Regions from separate parts of the Mus musculus genome. Here region 2 is linked to region 1. Evidence: chromatin contacts called from public capture Hi-C data. All regions are on one chromosome and are shown on one strand. The core of a region is the stretch at or near the end of the contact, and the rest is flanking DNA. Distances in the headings are between cores, read along the strand shown. Region 1 overlaps A830018L16Rik (RIKEN cDNA A830018L16 gene). Region 2 overlaps Sulf1 (sulfatase 1).

Region 1 (4,153 bases), core at 467-2,966:
TTCATGTCATTTTTAAAATAGTTGCCATCTAAATGAGGGACAATGAACCAGCATTTGTAAACAATTCCTTGCAGGAGCAGGACATGGTACATATTTCTGAAATGAAAGACTCAAGAGTCAGTCCCATGCTGATTGATATGGGTGGTTTCTTCTTTTCTGATGAAAAAATACAGATACACATAGTGTCTGATCAGAAGGCACATTTCCATGAAGTCACTGTGTGCTCTTAGGCATATTCAAGAATGACTTAGGAAGGCTAGACGGTCGGCCAGGAACATGAAAATAAACAGACTTTACCACCTAGAGGCATTGTCTTTTTGACCCCACTTACTCCTCTAGACTTTGGTGAGTACAGTGTAGCATCTGAACAGCAAAGCGGAAAATTAAGCATGAAGTACAGATGTGAGGCATAAGACCGAGAATGAATTCTAGCCTTGGGCATAGGTACGTAGTTTGGCAGGCCGCAGAAGTTCTAGGAAAAACTTCCAGGCAGATTCTGCCCGTTTCCTCTGCTGACTCATCTTAAGTAAAACATCCTAGCATCAGAGACTGAGAAAGCAGTTGATCTGGGTGCTTTTTCCAAGTGAAAAGTATAAAATGTGAGGGAGGCAAGAAAAGTAAGAGAAGCTAGAAGGGCCACAGCTTAGTTGCTAGAGGGCTTGAATGCCAGGATCCTAGCACACACAAACCAGCTTTAGTAATGCATATCTGCATTTCTAGGGCTAGGACTGTGGATGTGAGTGGATCAGAAAGCCAAGGTTTTACACAGCTTAATAGAGTGAGTTCAAAGCTATCCTGGCCTATGTGAACCTAGTATCAGTACAGACAGACAGACACACAGACAGACAGACAGTGAGATATGTATTTAGATTCCAGAAGGCATACCTGAACAGGACTGGTTTCTCAAAGTTTTGTAGTATTTCTTTTTTACGGGAAAGGATTTCTAATATATGTACACATACTATGTGTGTGAATGTACTTATGGGTGGAAAAGAAGGCATGGATTTGAAGGAGAGTGGAGAAGATTATATGGGAGGAATTCAAGGAAGCAAAGGAAAGGTAGAAACATTATGATTATATTAGAAATTCTTTCCCCTAAAAAAGAACTACTATAAAATTTTAAAAAATAATAAAATAAAAATAAAAAGTCTTGTATTTACAGGTGTCTGAACTTGGATCTTTTTTAGGTCAAGAAAATTCAAAACTGTGAGTTTTATGGCCACACGGGGGTGCTGCGGGACAGTGATGCTTCCGCGCGACTGGCAGAGGGTCTGGGTCTTCTTGAAAGCCTGGGATCCTCTACCCTCTCCTTGAACATCAAATATGAACGGCATCAAGATGAAAGTCATCAAGATTTTGTTCACTGACAAAAAATCTTTTTAAATATCTTTTCAAAAAGAAAAATTACTGTTTCCCTCAATTGAAATAAACATTGTAAATTTTCATGAAGTTTTCAGAAACAAGTATTAGATTAAGTGACTAAAATGAGCACTGTTGTGTAGATTTGTGGATTGGACTACCGTTCCCTGCCTCCTCGCCCAGTACTGAGAAGAAAGCGTGTGGGAAGGGATGTACATTGGAGGTGGAAGGCATCTGAGCACGTGTCAAGGCAGACCTAAGTCACTCTCGTGATATCCAAATCCATTTCAGTGAAGATACAACCAGTGCAGGGCTGGACCTGAACCAGTTGGTTGCCCACATGTGGATCCAGGTCCTCTATCTGAGCTGCCTTGCCTGGCTTCAGTGAGAGGATGGGGGTTGGGGAGGGGAGTGTTTGTTACATCAGAGGGGAAGGCTATCTCTTCTCAGAGAAGGGAAGGGGAGCTGTGTGAGGGCTACTGGGAGGAGGGGGCTGATATTGATATGTGAAGTAAATTGATAAATTAATTTAAAAGAGATTAATAAGAGAGAGGGGAGTCCTTGAGCTCATCAATAAAGTACAACAATTTCACCGTTACTCAGGAGGAGGGGAGGTGGGACAGTCAGTGAAAGCTCCACAAGTTCTTAGTTACAGGTCAGGTGTCCAGGTTGTATAGGGGAGCTTAGAGGGGAAAAAAGGCAGGGATCTGCAAGAGCAGGCCACAGTATTTAAGTTTTTGCAAATTGTGAACATTTTTCATGACCTAGGAAAGCAAGGAATGAGGGAGGAGAGAGGGAGGGAGAGAGAGAGAAGGAAGGGGAGGGGGAAGGAGAGGGAGAGGGGGGAAAGGGGGAGGGGGACTGGGAGAGGGAGAGGGAAGGAGAGAGGGGGAGAGGGAGGGAAGGGGAGAGGGAGAGAGGAAGAGAGGGAGAGAGGGAGGGAGAATGACAGACAGATGGAGGGAGGGAAGGAGGGAGAGAGAGAGAGTAGAAATGATGTACAAAGGTGGGAGAGTGCAGCTGGCTCTCCCTCCACTTGCTGTTCTCCATACATAGCTATTCAACTAGGTTTAAAACTAGGTTTAAAACACCATGATGGTTACTGACAGAAACCTTGTCAAAGAGTATATCCAGACTTTTGGGCTTTTTTTTTTTAAGCGACTCAGACATACATTTTAAAAATATCAAAGTTGTATTACTATTTGGTATGAACAATACCATTTGTACTTTTGTACTGTTCTTTGCTATTTTTACATGTAGTGATGTATATCGTCTCAATCTGTGCAGCCTTTTATCAATGATGGCTCTCTCCCTGTCATCCACTTCTAACTACATTTCTAATGCCAGATTTCTTCCATCCATAGGTGAAAATTGTAGTATATTAAATGAAGACAAGGATAGGAGAATTCAGCAGCTTTCAACTGTTCTCAGTATAAAAGAGGTTTATAGGATGCAAAGACCTCTTCTTCGGTAATATTTTGTTTTGGAAAATAAGGTATTTTTCATTGATATGTTGTTTTGAAAATGCAACAACTTTACTTAATACCATTTAAAAATAACAAACACATAAAATTTTATCTGTTTGAATTTCTCACATGGCAAATATTGCCAGATGGAATGTGCATGAAGTCAACGTCTTTAGTGACCTCTGCAATACTGATGAGCTATAAGGGTCCTTCGACTAAAAGACATTGAAAACTTAGATCCAGATGACTCACAAGCATGTTGTTTGAAACAGATCTGCTCTGTGAGCACCAACTGTACAAACATGTTTAATAGACAGTTCAAAATGAATTCACACAAAGAGAACTCTTCATAACAGCCCAACTGTTCCCAACTGTTTCCTGGTCACTGCAGTTTGAGTAGAAGCCAAATTTCACAACTCAGGAGTCACTGCCTGACTTCTGTGACTGCAGAGCCCCCAAGAGCGGTGAGTGCTACAGGTGTTACTGCGAGGATATATATCCAATCTATGTATCGCTGTTCACACTGCTCCCATTGGGGATATATATCTAATCTACATATCTCTGTTCACACTACTCCCATCACCCCGGCAGGCAACTGTCACAGTGCTTCAGACTAAACCAAGCAAACAAAAATCATTAATGAGGAAGGGTAGAGGTAAAAAATGTCAAGTTCCTTCCATATCGTTACCATCATGGTTAGCACCATCATCATCATCACTATGGTTACCACCATCAACATTGCCATCATCAGAATAGTCATCATTATCATCATCACCATTATCATCATCATTTTTCATTAAGAATTATCAAAGTGTTAACATATTATAACCAAATAAACTATCTTGGGACATTTTGTATGTTTCAGAAAAAATAATTGAGAGGTGGGTTCAAACTTAAGTCCTGCATTTAATCATTAGATACAGAGCTCAGCTTACCTTATCAAGTTCATCTGAAATCGCGATACCTGGGATTCAAAAGAGATTTACAAGATAGTTTTAGAAGCAATCCTTGATAACCTTGTGCTACAAACAACAACAATTCTAGAAATAAATCTAGTGTGTTACCTATTCAATGTTGTGAATTTTCATTGGTTCTTTAAAAAAAAATAAAGGTATGTCCATTCTACTTATGAAAGCATATTAGGAAATAAACTCAGTGGTGTCTGTCAGGACCTGCTGGCGCTGCACGCTAAAGGAGGGAAAAGCAGGTGTTTCCTGAGGTTCTCAGAGTCAAAGCCAACTTGCAAGACAATCATAGAGATGCCTGTCAACTCTGTCCACCCCCTCAGACACCTTTATTACTTTTGTTTTCCTTCATTCCTTCCCTCC
Region 2 (4,153 bases), core at 1,116-3,615, 1.3 Mb before region 1:
CATTCCTGATGTCACCAGCAGCAGCCTGGTGGCCAATGAAGCCCTGGTGACCCTCATCATGGCGCTTGGCAATGCTCCTTGGTGGTAACACTTGCAGTTCTTCTTCTTCCAGGTTGATGTCATATATTTCACCTTCGAATTCAACAGACAGGGACCGAGTCTGCCGGGTGTGCACAAATCTGGGCTTATACTCTGGAATGAGAGGAAAAGTCATTACCACGGATGAACAGATGTGGGTGGGAAGGAGAATGGTATCACCGGTCATCGTGGAATGTTAGAGAGGAACACAAAGTGCAGGCTGAGTAGCCTTGGGGCATCTTTGTCCTGGGTAGCTCCTGAAATCACAGCAGCAAAAAGCATGCTCTTGTCCTGGTTGGGTCCTGTCAAGGGTGCTAACAGGCTAAAAGCTGCCACACTTAGTTTTCTACATGAATGGCTAAGGTAGTCAGTATAGAACTATATAGCCCCTGCTTGTTATTAGCTTCAGCTGTCCTTTGTATACTGCTTATCTATCTTGAATCCATAATCTTGAAATGAAAGTATTGCCATAATGGTCCTTACACTGAAAAAAAAAAAACTTATGAGCTATCAAACATGAATTGGTTCTATTATTCTTTCTGCATGAGGGAACTGAAGCACTGGGTTTTGCTGGGCTTTCCCTAGGTCCTAGAGCCTGAACACGCTGGGTCCTGGAGCCTGAACGCACTGCCTCACCACTGCCTTGAGCTGCTTTTTAAAAGAGACGACCCCTCTCAACACCGCACATTTACACAAGTACAGGGCAGCGCTCTAAAACGACTAAATTTGTGAATGTTTGCATCAGCCATGTAACATTTTGAACACTTGATATTAAGAGTAAGGCCGCTGCGCACCTGCAGTGCACTACTATGGGATGCTGCCTGATGTCCGCTGGGTCCTGGCTAAGGGTGTTATTGTACAAGCTCTGACCTCGGCTTTCATGCTTGGGCTTTGCCAAGCACACTTCTCTGGAATCTTGTCTTCAGCTTCCTAAGTCACGAAGAAGAGTCACAGAGACGAGGGAATCGCAACTGTCAGCCTTCCTACAGGGGAGCTTGGTCCCTATAGGACCCCTTACTTTCCAGGTGCAGTAGTGGCTGCCATGACAGACGACGACTTGCACCACTATCACCTCAGGAAAAGAGGAAACCTGCTCCTGTTGTAGGATGCAGTTTGAAAACTTTCTGGCAGGGGACAGTGTTCCTGCTGCTAAGTGGGATGCTTGTATCAGGGGGCCTTGTAACCTTATTAATTCTAGCTGTGATTTTTCTTATGAGGTTTAAGTGTGAAATTTCCTTCCAGGAGGAAAGACAATCCCGTAACTCTGTGTACTGGCTATAAACCACTTTAAGAACCAGTGAAGACCAGTCCACCTAGATAAGGAATTCATGGCCCTCTAGTCTATTCTGTTCAGCACAAAAATGTCGCTTTAAGGAACTCTGAGTCTCTTAAGTGTTTTGTGTCCAATTAAACAGAACTTATTTGTTTCCAGACATAGAATGTGCACAGATTTGAGCCACTTCTCTAATATGCCACGAGGTGGCAGTAGACTATCATTCTTCAGTAGATGTTCCTCCTGTTTTCTGTAGTCTGTATCAATCAGTTACCTGAGAGTTTTTACTAAAAAAAAAAAAAAGAAACAAAAAACCTGTAGGCAGTAAGGATATGCTGTACTGAGTTCAACTAATTTGATACTGCCACTCAACAAGATACAAGCGTCTGACAACATTTAAAGATACAGTCTAAAACATGAAAAATATGCGTTTAAAAACTGCTCATGTCTTTCCTCTAAGGTTAAACACACATGAACTGATTGATACCTAAAATTTAACTTTTAAATCAAGTTAAGGCAGGCATATTAGAGCATTACCATGAAGGTAAAGTCAGATGGCTCTAACCCTCCCCCACTGGTCCCGAGGGACACCCGCTGCGTGTGTGGATGCCCTGGTCCCTAGGAAGTTACTAAGTGGATTTTTATTCTATACTAAGTGAAAATGCTCGCAAAGTAAAATTTCTAGCTGATCTTTGCTATCTTACTTTAAACTGAGCAATGATTTTTGCTTTTATCCTGAAATCTAGGCACCGAGAACATCTCATTTGTGTGTGAATCACGGGGGAGGTTGTCTTGAAAAGGGATCCTCCTGCCGCTGTATGTGTGTGGGGTGTGGGGGGGGGCTGGGGGGGGTCACAAGGTTGAGCTTACTTGGTGTTCCCTTGTTCCTCAGGAACTGCCTTTGATTCTTTCTCTGGCTTCTGCTCGAGCGATAGCCAGAGTCCCTACAATGGCACTCTTTGTCTTTGTCATGCAATCCGCGAGAGTAGAGGTTGCGTGCATTCTGACGGACCGTGAGCAGGTCGCTGGGTCCCTTACACTTGTGGATTCGGAGCTTGCCGGATGTGTCCTCGATGCACTGCCAGTTCTGCAAGAGCCAGCGGGAAGCAGTTGGCGATGCTGAGCCAGTTGTTATTTACAAAGCACCCTAGCAGTAGCTAGGTGTCCGTCAGTCCGGTCCCCCATCATCACCTCCCCCCTCCCCCACCCCTGCCCCGTCCCTCACTGCTAATTCCATTAAGGAGCATAAATGAAAGGGGACTGGCTTTTAAGTGACCCTGCAGTAACTGCTCAGTTCTATTTCGTTTGTGGCAGGCACATACAGATGACAAATCATTGGGAATCAGAACTGCCTCGATGACACTGGCGCTGATAAATGAATCCTCCGCCCCCAGACTAAACAGTCTTGAATGAACCGTGTTAAAACCCTTAGTGTCCCAACACGGAGCCAGCTGTCAGCGCTGCTTCCACCAGGACCCCAAACTGCCCCATTTGTTCTGGAAAAACAAACTTGCCTGCTTTGTTCTCTGCCTCTTGGTTTCTAAAGTGAGCCTGGGCAGAGTGGCAGAGGAGCAAGACGGAGAGGAATTTAATTTGAGGCCATTACCGGCAAAGCCAACTCTGGGTATCCCAGACATTGGCAAACTCATCGTGTTTTCTTTTGATTTTCCTTCTTCTCCTACAAACTCTTCACGCCCGCAGCATGTGGTGGGTCCCAGGGAGACTGATTCGACCTTCCCAGAAAATGCGCTCTGCGGGGGTGGTAGTGGGGGTCGCATTGGGGTTCCTAGTTCCTGTTTTGTCCACAGCTGTGGGAATGCAGCAAGTTCACAGTTCTGGTTCCAACAATGTCTTTTCACCCCGGGAGGCCTCTCAGAAGCCCCTCTCCATTCGAAAGGCCCAATAACTTCTTTACATTTCAGTTTTTCTCTTACAAGCCCTAAAGGACTCACTGGTCAGTAGGAAGAATCCTGGCCTTCATTTGAAGCTATGTTAGCAAGACAACAGAGTGAGCCTGGATAAGGACTAGCACTGTTAAATGTATCCTTTTCTCCCTCCCATATACAAGTGTCGCCTGTGTGCTATTATTGTGTGTATTTCAATGCATAGGTTTCTAAGCTGACACCAGCACAATATACGTATGCTCTAAATATCCATGCGGGCTGAGCCACACATAATTTCAGATAAGTCCTGTCTTGGTGGTAAGGACTTTAATCCTAGCACTTGGGAAGTAGAGGTAGGCGGATCTCTGAGTTCAAGGCCAGACCAGTCTACAGAGTAAGTTTCAGAACAGCCAGGCCTACACAGAGAAAACCTGTCTCAAAAACCTAAAGAAGTCATGTGTGAATAGGATACCCACTCTAGTAGTGTCTATGAGTAGCTCATATCTCCCACTGGTAAGCCAATACCACCAGGAGGCGTCTCTGATGTAAAAAAGCTTGGCCAAGCAATGTGATGGTTCTGTCAGCAGATAAATCAAATGCATAGTAAATCATGGGCAAGCCTTCGCCGTGAGCAAGGGCTCTGCGGTTAACATCCATTTTCATCAAGAGAGCCGCATGCCTGTGCTATATGTATAATTATCAGAGCAGCATTGGGGCTTTCGACCCCACGCCCTGAGCATCTAGAACTCACGCTATGGTCCCACCTGAGCCTCCACACCTCTGCTGTTTCCAAATGATTATTTCAAGCCATGTTACATTCGTCTCTTTTCAGGCTTGGCCTGAAGTGCCTTGAACCTTCAAGGTCTTCACACAGAAGAGCAGGTTGCTGAAGAAAAGGCAGCTAACTACCAAGCCACGT

What was found. Capture Hi-C pulls out chosen DNA fragments and counts their contacts.
Region 2: a contact with region 1 is called in a capture Hi-C map of embryonic stem cells, with 9 times the contacts expected there. The contact joins two enhancer-like sites. A contact is called at or near these places in 13 of 484 Hi-C or Micro-C datasets (adipose-derived mesenchymal stem cells, cerebral cortex, cochlea and 7 more), 1 of 115 datasets of contacts at active chromatin or transcription factors (embryonic stem cells) and 1 of 9 other capture datasets (embryonic stem cells).

What each region holds. Positions count from the first base shown.
Region 1 is chr1:11,562,599-11,566,751 of GRCm38.p6, reverse strand. It overlaps A830018L16Rik (RIKEN cDNA A830018L16 gene), which reads right to left. Exons shown (of 14, transcript NM_001160369.2): 5 at 3,761-3,789. Among named protein-coding and RNA genes, the nearest start is that of A830018L16Rik, 150 kb to the right of the region's middle. Within about 2 kb of position 1,716, at least 5 of the 459 cell types and tissues checked have an H3K27ac peak or open chromatin away from gene starts, as enhancers often do. A contact at or near this core is called in embryonic stem cells, where this site is marked.
Region 2 is chr1:12,834,398-12,838,550 of GRCm38.p6, reverse strand. Sulf1 (sulfatase 1) reads right to left here. Exons shown (of 22, transcript NM_001198565.1): 13 at 2,222-2,438; 14 at 1-192. Among named protein-coding and RNA genes, the nearest start is that of Sulf1, 140 kb to the right of the region's middle. Within about 2 kb of position 2,365, at least 78 of the 459 cell types and tissues checked have an H3K27ac peak or open chromatin away from gene starts, as enhancers often do. A contact at or near this core is called in embryonic stem cells, where this site is marked.